Linked DNA regions of Capsicum annuum: region 1 is linked to region 2. A link is a contact called in public Hi-C data. All regions are on one chromosome and are shown on one strand. Each heading gives the region's core, a stretch centred on a gene start, on an enhancer-like site or on the middle of the called end of the contact. The rest is flanking DNA. Distances are from core to core; before and after follow the strand shown.

Region 1 (4,432 bases), core at 1,547-4,046, 180 kb after region 2:
GACCAATAGAGTTTCGTAAGGAAGAAAACAACCGCAGCAGGTCTAATGGCTTGTATCTCAAAGAGCAAATCATGTATTAACTAATATTATACTAATTAATTTCTTCACGATTAACAAAACTGAATGCTAACAGTATATATATCCAAAGACCACTTTAAGCAAATCATTATAATGACCATTATATGCCGTGATTATAAAAGAAATTATAAAAGATGTGTCTACCAAATCATGATGACCGCATAACCTTGCGATTTTATCTTCTCCATCTTTCGATTCAATTTTCTTCTTTTCAAAATTAAATTAATGGTAATGGTAGAGATTCGTACTGATAACGTGTTATGAAATATAAATAAAGAACAACAATAAAATATAAAGTAAAAATAAACAGAGAGAGAAGAGAGGAGGCTTATTTCTCTTTAGGATAGAGATCATCATATTGTTCTATTATACACAAAACCCCTCTATTTATAGAAAAAAAATATTTTTAGTTTCTGACTAAAACACACATACTTCAAATTCTGATAGATATTAACTAGATTGGAAAAATATTCCTAGTTTCTGAAGACAAATACTTCAAATCATGATATATATCAACTAAATCTTATTAGATCTTGATAGACATTCACTATAATATAAATATATTTATAACAAAAATATGGAAAAAAGTCTACTATCTTAAATTTACTCAGTCCATATAATGGACTTTCTTATTTATGAGACTTTCAATACAGAGACACCAAATGAGAAAGTTGCCAATTCTTGAATTATGTATCGTCCCTCAATCCCTTCTCATTATTATTTTCATCAGTCGTACCTTTTCATGTAGATGCTTTTCAATTTGTATATTTTTAAATCTATTCAAGGATATTTAACTTAGTATAAAAAAAACTTACCATCTTTTACTAAATTTGTTGGTACAAGTTTTAACAAGATTTATCAAAAACATGAAATTTCTTATCTACAAAAATAATTTCAATACTTAAATATGCCTATTAGCTTAAACTTTCCTTGAGGTATCAACTATTGAGAAAAATATTAGACAATTCCCTTTTATGTTACATAAATTTTACAAATAAAAGGATTCGAAATTAATTTGACTATTTGTAAAGAAATATCTGTTATGACTCAAAATTTAGATATAAATGTACTTTTTTTTATCTTAAAAAGTTATAATTTGAGTAGCAATTCAGATTCATGATTAAATAAGAGAGGGAAAAAAAAAATTACAAAATGACATTTTATATTTCTCTCATTGAAGTGAAATCTCGAAGCAACAATAAAGTTTTCTTCGTGTGATTAAAATGCCATCGGAAATTCAAGATTTAAAAATAGCATATGAAATAAGATTGTGCAATAAACACTTGTGATCGAATAGTCACAAATTCAATATTTGAAAATAACCTCTGGAATAAAACTGTATAGTAGATGGATTGTCATAAATTGAAGACTTGGAAATAACCGCACCATAAATTGAAGACTTGGAAATAAACGCACTGTTTTTCTGTAGATATAATACATAAATATGACCTATACTTCACATCAAATTATAACTTTGACCTTAAACTTTGATAGTGCACAAATAGCACCTTTCACTCGTGCCTACGTGGAAAGGTAATTCAATCACACGGTGTCACGTCGTTAAAAGGGCCGACTTGGAGGTATAACTTTGACCTTAAACTTTGATAGTGCACAAATAGCACCTTTCACTCGTGCCTACGTGGAAAGGTAATTCAATCACACGGTGCCACGTCGTTAAAAGGGCCGACTTGGAGGGAGGTCATATTTGTGTAATTTTGAATAGTTAAAGGTCATATTTGTGCACTATCAAAGTTTTGCTTTTTGTGTTAAAACGACGTCGTTTTTATTATTATTAAACCAATTATTATTATTATTATTATTATTATTATTATTATTATTTATTTTTTTATTTATTTCTATAGCAGCAGCACCTAACAGGGATCGAACCCGCGCAATAGGCTGAAGGAAGCGCCCAAGAAGAGCAAATAACACCACTGGGCTATCTAAGTGTCTTGTTTCATATGATTCAACATTAATATACATACATAAATATAAATTTTTTTATCTTATATATACAATATAATTTTTTTATCGAGGGAGTTCGGGTGAACACCATGGCAACCACGTAGGTCCGTCCTGCATTAATTTAATAAGTAGCATTTTAATAACGTTAATTTGATAACATTAATTAAATATACTACTACTACTATCCTTAATAATGTTAATTTAATAACGTTTTATTAAAATTTATTTATTATTAGTATAATTTCATCTTTAATTTAATATTTAAATAAATTATATTTAGATATATTATATAATATAAATTCGCCCTTTGCTTTATAATAAATATATATACCTGCACGATTTTTTCATATAAGTTGACCTACCTAATTAATAAATCTTCAATATTGCTTTTTTTCCGCAATGACAAGAAATTAGATATCATTTTCATTTTTAAGCCGAAAATAATGAAAAAATAATAGTGAAAAGTCATTTAAAGGTTATATTTGTGCAGTTTTGATAGCTAAAGGTCGTATTTGTACACTATCAAAGTTTAAGGTCAAAGTTATAATTTGATGTTAAATTTAGGATCATATTTATGTATTATATCCTTAGATTTTAAGTTGGACGCGCTCAATTTTGCGTGTTGAATACACGTTTTACCACGTAGGATCGAAGATCATATTTATGTAATTTTAAATAGTTAAAAATTATATTTGTGTATTGTCAAAGTTTAAGAGCAAAGTTATAATTTAATATCGATCATATTTATGTAATATTGCATTTTTATATTTCTCAAGGTGAAAAACCTGGAAAGAGTGTCCTCAATAAAAGGATGAAGGCTTAAATTCCCTTCAACCAAATTGTGCTTACTGACATAGTTGACACTGCAATTGAAGCTACAGAAATGGCGGTTTCATCATCACATACTCTATTTTCACTTCTGTCCCCTCTTCGCCCTCGCTCAATTGTCCCGGACACCAGTTTGCTTAGCTCTAATCCTTCTCTCGTCGGTTATCCTTTCACAGCCACCAATCGTCGCCGTCCATTCATTATCACCCACTCTTCCAGTAAGTTTTTTTTTTCTCCATCTTCTTTGCAAAATTCAATGTTTTTTCTACTTGTTAATCTAACAGAAACATACTCGTTCCTTTACCTGATAATTGTCAGAATTAAGAAATGAAGTATCGGTCGATAAGAAAAGACAGTTACTTGAACAATACGGCCTTAATCCCGATGAGTTCTTATCTGAACCATCTCCAAAGGTATGCCCTCCCTCCCTTCACTTTTACTTGCCACTGAGAGACAAATTACATCAACTTTGAACAGAATCTATTTTTTTCTGTCATATCAATATGAGAAAATTGTAACTTATAATATTTTTTTTTATAGAGTTTTCAAGTATCTAAATTTTGATTTTAAACTATTGAATTAATCTAATTCGATTTAGCTCTGAAAATTAACTAGATCGAAATTGAGTTTACTAATTGATATTAACAGTAGTGTTTTCATTGGAATTACAGACAAAGAAGAGAAAAGAACAATCAAAGACCGGAAGGGGAAAACAGGTCCTAGAAGAAGAACCTAAGCCTCCGCGCGAGACACATAAATTGCTTCAGGTTTGCATTTCAAAAACATTTTAGCTGAATGCGTGGCTGCTAATGGAGAATTCCCCCTTTTTTCTTACCTGGTCAATGCGCAATTTTTGAGTTAGAGAAGACTGATCTTTTAGTGCAATGTATGAAATATTGTAGTACTGGATGCAACAGTAGGATGGTTGAAATATTTACTTGAATGCTTTCTTGTTTGTTGCTTCATAAATGATTACATTTAAAGAAAAGCTGCATTAAGAGCTAATGCTTGACGTGTAACCTAATGAATTTAGAAGTGCAAGTTCATTTTGTGGAAAAATCTTTGAATTCTGCGGTCTGCTTTGGTGCATTTGTTGATAATTGAAAGCATGTCTAAGATTCCACTGCACACTGATAGTCCAAATATTGTATGGGCTTAATCCCATAAAATTTTGCATGTCTACACTTACCAAACTAGGTAAGCTAGTTATATAGCTTGCTTAGCAAAAATTTGTAATTCATTTTCCTAGTGTAGGCATCGTGTGAGGATGCGATTTTTGTCAGACAAGCAAGTAGTTGTGATATCTTTGTTATTAAAAGGAGTTTTTGTTCAGGTTGTTGGGGGGACGGCTCGAAGGAAGAAATTGCTCTCACCAAAGAGCATGGATGTGCGTCCCATGATGGAAGTTGTAAAAGCTGCTGCATTTGGTATTTTGCAAGTGAGATTAGCCGTTAAGAGCAGTTTTTCTTTCATGTAACGCTAGATACACCATTTTGTAATGTCGTTAAATAAAAATTGTTCTCTGCTGTCTAGGCAGCCGGAGGTTGCCCTGCATCTTTGA
Region 2 (4,209 bases), core at 584-3,083:
CCTTTATAACCTGTATGAGTTGCATAATATGAGTTTTCTAAATCAAGTAGTTTGTGGGCTTAAGCTTGATTGGATATGCAACAATAAAATGATGCAGTGAGGATGCTAACAGTAATAAAGGTGTTGTGTTTGGGACTATTGTTAGAGAGTGTGGGAGGGTAATTACGCATCTTTAGCTTTTGTCTTTAAAGCTCTGATTCCATGAAGAAAATACAGTACAGAAAGGAGATAGAGAAGCTGAAAAAATAGTTGTGCATTTTGTATCTTTCAATCATCAGAACAATGCCCTTTAAATAGGCAATGTAGGTATACAAAATTAATTATCTTGTGATCATTAGTGTCCTATCTAACTACTACAACATACACAATATGAGGTATATTCATACTCAATCACATAGTTCTAATACTACTGCTTTACACAATCCTAACACATAACACATTCAACCAAGACTGTCCTATGCTAACTAGTCAACAAACGCTTAGTCTCTAACAGTAAGGACTTGAAGAACTGGAATTCAAACGTTAAACTAAGAATTAGTGTTAAGAATCAGAGAGATGAAAGGAGGAATTAAGAGATGAATATATGGGACTAAACCTGAGCAAATAAAGGTTTTTGAGGGCTGAAATATGTTTGAGAGAGTGTGAGAAGCGTTGAAAATGTATTGGCAGCCTTGGCACACTTTGGGTGCAAGTATCACGCAGAAAGGGACTGTCTTGGCTTGCTTTAGCAGGTCCGGCGCACCCTTGGCGCAGGCTGGATGCACCTTGGTGTTAGCTCACTAGTTTGAGTTGCGCCAGGAATGCTGCAGCAAGTCAGCCGCACATCCAGCTCATGTGAAGTGCATCTCACCTGCCTAGGCAACTAGCAATAGACCGTTTGTACCTCAAATGATCCCCCTTTTTGTCCTTTGAAATATTCTTTAGGATCTTCAAAAAGTGCTTTGTGTTATAACACTTTTTCACAACTTTTTTTTCTCTTTTGAGGATCAAACACCAACTTTTGAAGAAAATTCAAGATGAAGATTTGAATCTTCCTCAAGAACTCAAAAATCTCTAACTCTTCAACCCTTATTCGGAATGCAATGAAATTTTGAACCTAAGCTCTTTTCCACCTTCTAATCACATTTCAAACATCATTATACTCAAATTCTCAACCAAAAATTCTAGATGTCACAACCCACTTTCAATTTCTTCAAATTCAATCTTTCAATAATGGTACAATTTTCTTTCAATTTCTTTAAATTCAACTTTCAACAATGGTACAATTTTCAATATAGCTCTGATGAAGCTTAAATTCGATAGTTAGACACTATTAGTGTTAAGGAACAAGAATTTAACATTAAAAATACAAGAAAATAACAATATCAAATACTTAAAATTTGATCTAAGGCCAAAAACGTAAATAGTATAATTTTTTTGTGAATTTTTATTTTTTCAACACAACTAGAACCAAGATTGACTTCGTGGATATGAAATCAAGCTTGACTGTGATACCAAATGATACGGGAGTAAACTACGAAGATGGAAAACACACAAGAACAAAGGAAACACTAAAACAAAATAAAAAATGAAAACAAATAAATAGATTGACACAAAATGATAAAAAGGATAACTAAAGGATATATTAAACCCAACGACCTTCCTATCAATTACCAAAAAGCATCAACCTCATCAAATACCGAAAGTGATATAGATCACTTAAAACTAACATTTCTCCTAATCAATAAAACTCCCAACAAGTTTCAATAAAACGCTCTCAAGTATATACATCCATTTGAATTCATTTCTTAAGTCCAAAACTCAACATAAAACAACCTTCTTTCTTTCAATCTTCTCATGAAGATCGCAAAGATCACAATATTCCTCTTTCATCTCTAGATCTTAGCCATGAGACACTTTCACTTGTATCAGTGGAGCATAGAGATTCTCATTTTACTAACAATTATGGACTAGTTCAAGACATTCTTCTTTTGACTTCGATTTATTTCGTCAATTTTATCCACAAACTAAAGGATTTATTTGATAATATGGTGGAATAACTCAAAGTCTAGCTATTTCATCTTTTCTATTAAATATATAATCTTCTTCATTTTAATGAAAAATTATTTTGAAAGTAAGGGTGACAAAAAAAATTCAAAACTAAAAAAGAGTAACACAAGTCTTAAATATTGAGTAGAGGTGATAATTTTAAGATTAGTGTTAATGACACTAATTTTAAAACGCTCAAGTTTTATTATTTACACAAAAGATCCCTACACTACCACCACCACTCCTCCGCCACACCTTTTTTGTCGTTGTTGCCATCGCCGCCTCCTTTTCCTCTACTATCACCATTACTACCATTGCCACCTTTTCCATATCCACCTTCATTTTCTCCCTTTACACAACAATCACCTATTTTCTTTTTTCTCCTTCACCACCATCACAATCAACACCATAATAAATATCATCTTCTCCTTCAACGTCACCATCAACATCACCACCTCCCTTTTTATCATATTATCATTTTTTTTGGACTCCTCCTCCAACCACATTTTTTTCAGAAAGTAAGTAAATATTGAAGTTGTTGTAGTAACAGTCGAAATTGTTGCAGCAATTTTGATAGTTGCTACAACAACTACCATAATTATTGTAACACAACAATTAATAGTAGTTGCTACAACAATTATTGGAATTGTTTCACAAATTAATAGTAATTGCTTCAGCAATTACCGTAACTGCTGCAACAATTACCGTAACTGTTATAGCAACTATGGTATTTGCTGAAACAACTCTTGTAATTGCTAAATTTTCTGAATTATTTCTTCATTCATTTTTAAAATAAATTAAAAATTTTCTTTTCGAAGTTCTCAATATTTAAAAAAAAATAGTCCAAGATTTTAAAAAAAATGCAAAGAGAAAGGAAGAAAAGAAAAAAAGATGGAGGGAGAGGAAAATCTAGAGAGAGAAAAGGAAAAAAATAAGAAGAAAAAGATGGGGAGATAGAAATTTGGAGAGAGAAAGAAGGATTGAAAAGACAAAAAAAAATGAAAGAAATTCTAAAATGTGAAATTTAAAAATTTACACTTTACACCCCAATTATGTCACTATTTTTAATTTAAAGACTTTTTTGTCACCTCTCACTTAATTTTCTCAAGTAACTAATATCTAGGGGTGAACGTTTGGTATTCGATTCAGTATTTTTAAAGTTCGAATTCGATAATTTGGTAATCGATATTTGAAAGAAGATACCACATACTATACTTATAAATATCGGTTCGATAATTCGATAATCAGCAAATTAAACTTCAGTTCGGTACGACTTTTTGGTAATACCATATTAAAGTTGAAAATATGCAAATATACGTTTAAACTTCAGAGAGTATACTTAATAAAAATCCTATTTAATATTTCTTTTATTGCTTTTTACGAATATATTAGTAAGGTCCAAGAGATTCTTTGAGATGAATAATATTATTGAGTTGGTTAGACATATCGAATTATATGATATTCGATAAATATCAAATACTAAACGGTACTAATATCTTGTACCAAATTCAATTTCGAATACCGAAATATTGAAAGTTTTACTCTCAAATGACATACCAAATATTGAATTATCGAATATCAATTATCAAATTTTTCTGTTCGATTTGATAATTCGATTTTCGATATTTTATGTCCAACCCTAATATCCCCAAATCAAACTTGAGAAAAAGTTAAAGATTGAATCTCAATTTCTTAGAGCAATTCAATATTTCTATTTACCATTAATTATTACATTCACAAATTATTTTTTAATTTAATATTATAATAATTAGTTCGTAAAGTTAAACATTTATTTTGACTAATTTTTATATTCATAAATTGAATCTTTATTTAATCTTATACTAATACTAAATTAAAGCAATTCAATTTTCAACAAAAACAACAAATCCAATGATGGTGGTGTGCGGAAAATTTTAGCATGGATGAGGCTCAAGTATGACTTGTGTGTGAGGGATTACTTTTTAAATTTTAAAAAATGTGGGCCCCACTTGTTATCCATCTCACCCTCTTCCCTCCTTTACTCATTCTCTCCATTCCTTTTCTTTTCCTTTTTTATTTAATTTTTTGTAGTTTAACTTTTTTAGATTAATTTTATTTGCGCACATTTCGATTAGTTTCATGAAATATTGAAAAGAAATTATTTAGGAAGTGTCTCTATTGAAAATTAAATTTGAGATTTCA

The links. Hi-C and Micro-C count contacts between places; a contact is called where the count stands out from the background.
Region 1: a contact with region 2 is called in a Hi-C map of leaf, with 2.0 times the contacts expected there. The contact joins the promoter of LOC107858796 here to the enhancer-like site in region 2. A contact is called at or near these places in 2 of 5 Hi-C or Micro-C datasets (leaf and placenta).

What each region holds. Positions count from the first base shown.
Region 1 is chr2:98,645,050-98,649,481 of UCD10Xv1.1, forward strand. It overlaps LOC107858796 (putative rRNA methyltransferase YlbH), which reads left to right and starts at 2,797. Exons shown (of 10, transcript XM_016703582.2): 1 at 2,797-3,089; 2 at 3,190-3,284; 3 at 3,543-3,638; 4 at 4,205-4,309; 5 at 4,405-4,432. The coding sequence starts at 2,927.
Region 2 is chr2:98,461,183-98,465,391 of UCD10Xv1.1, forward strand. No RefSeq gene overlaps it. Among protein-coding and RNA genes, the nearest start is that of LOC124896435, 6.2 kb to the right of the region's middle. Within about 2 kb of position 1,834, at least 4 of the 5 cell types and tissues checked have an H3K27ac peak or open chromatin away from gene starts, as enhancers often do. A contact at or near this core is called in leaf, where this site is marked.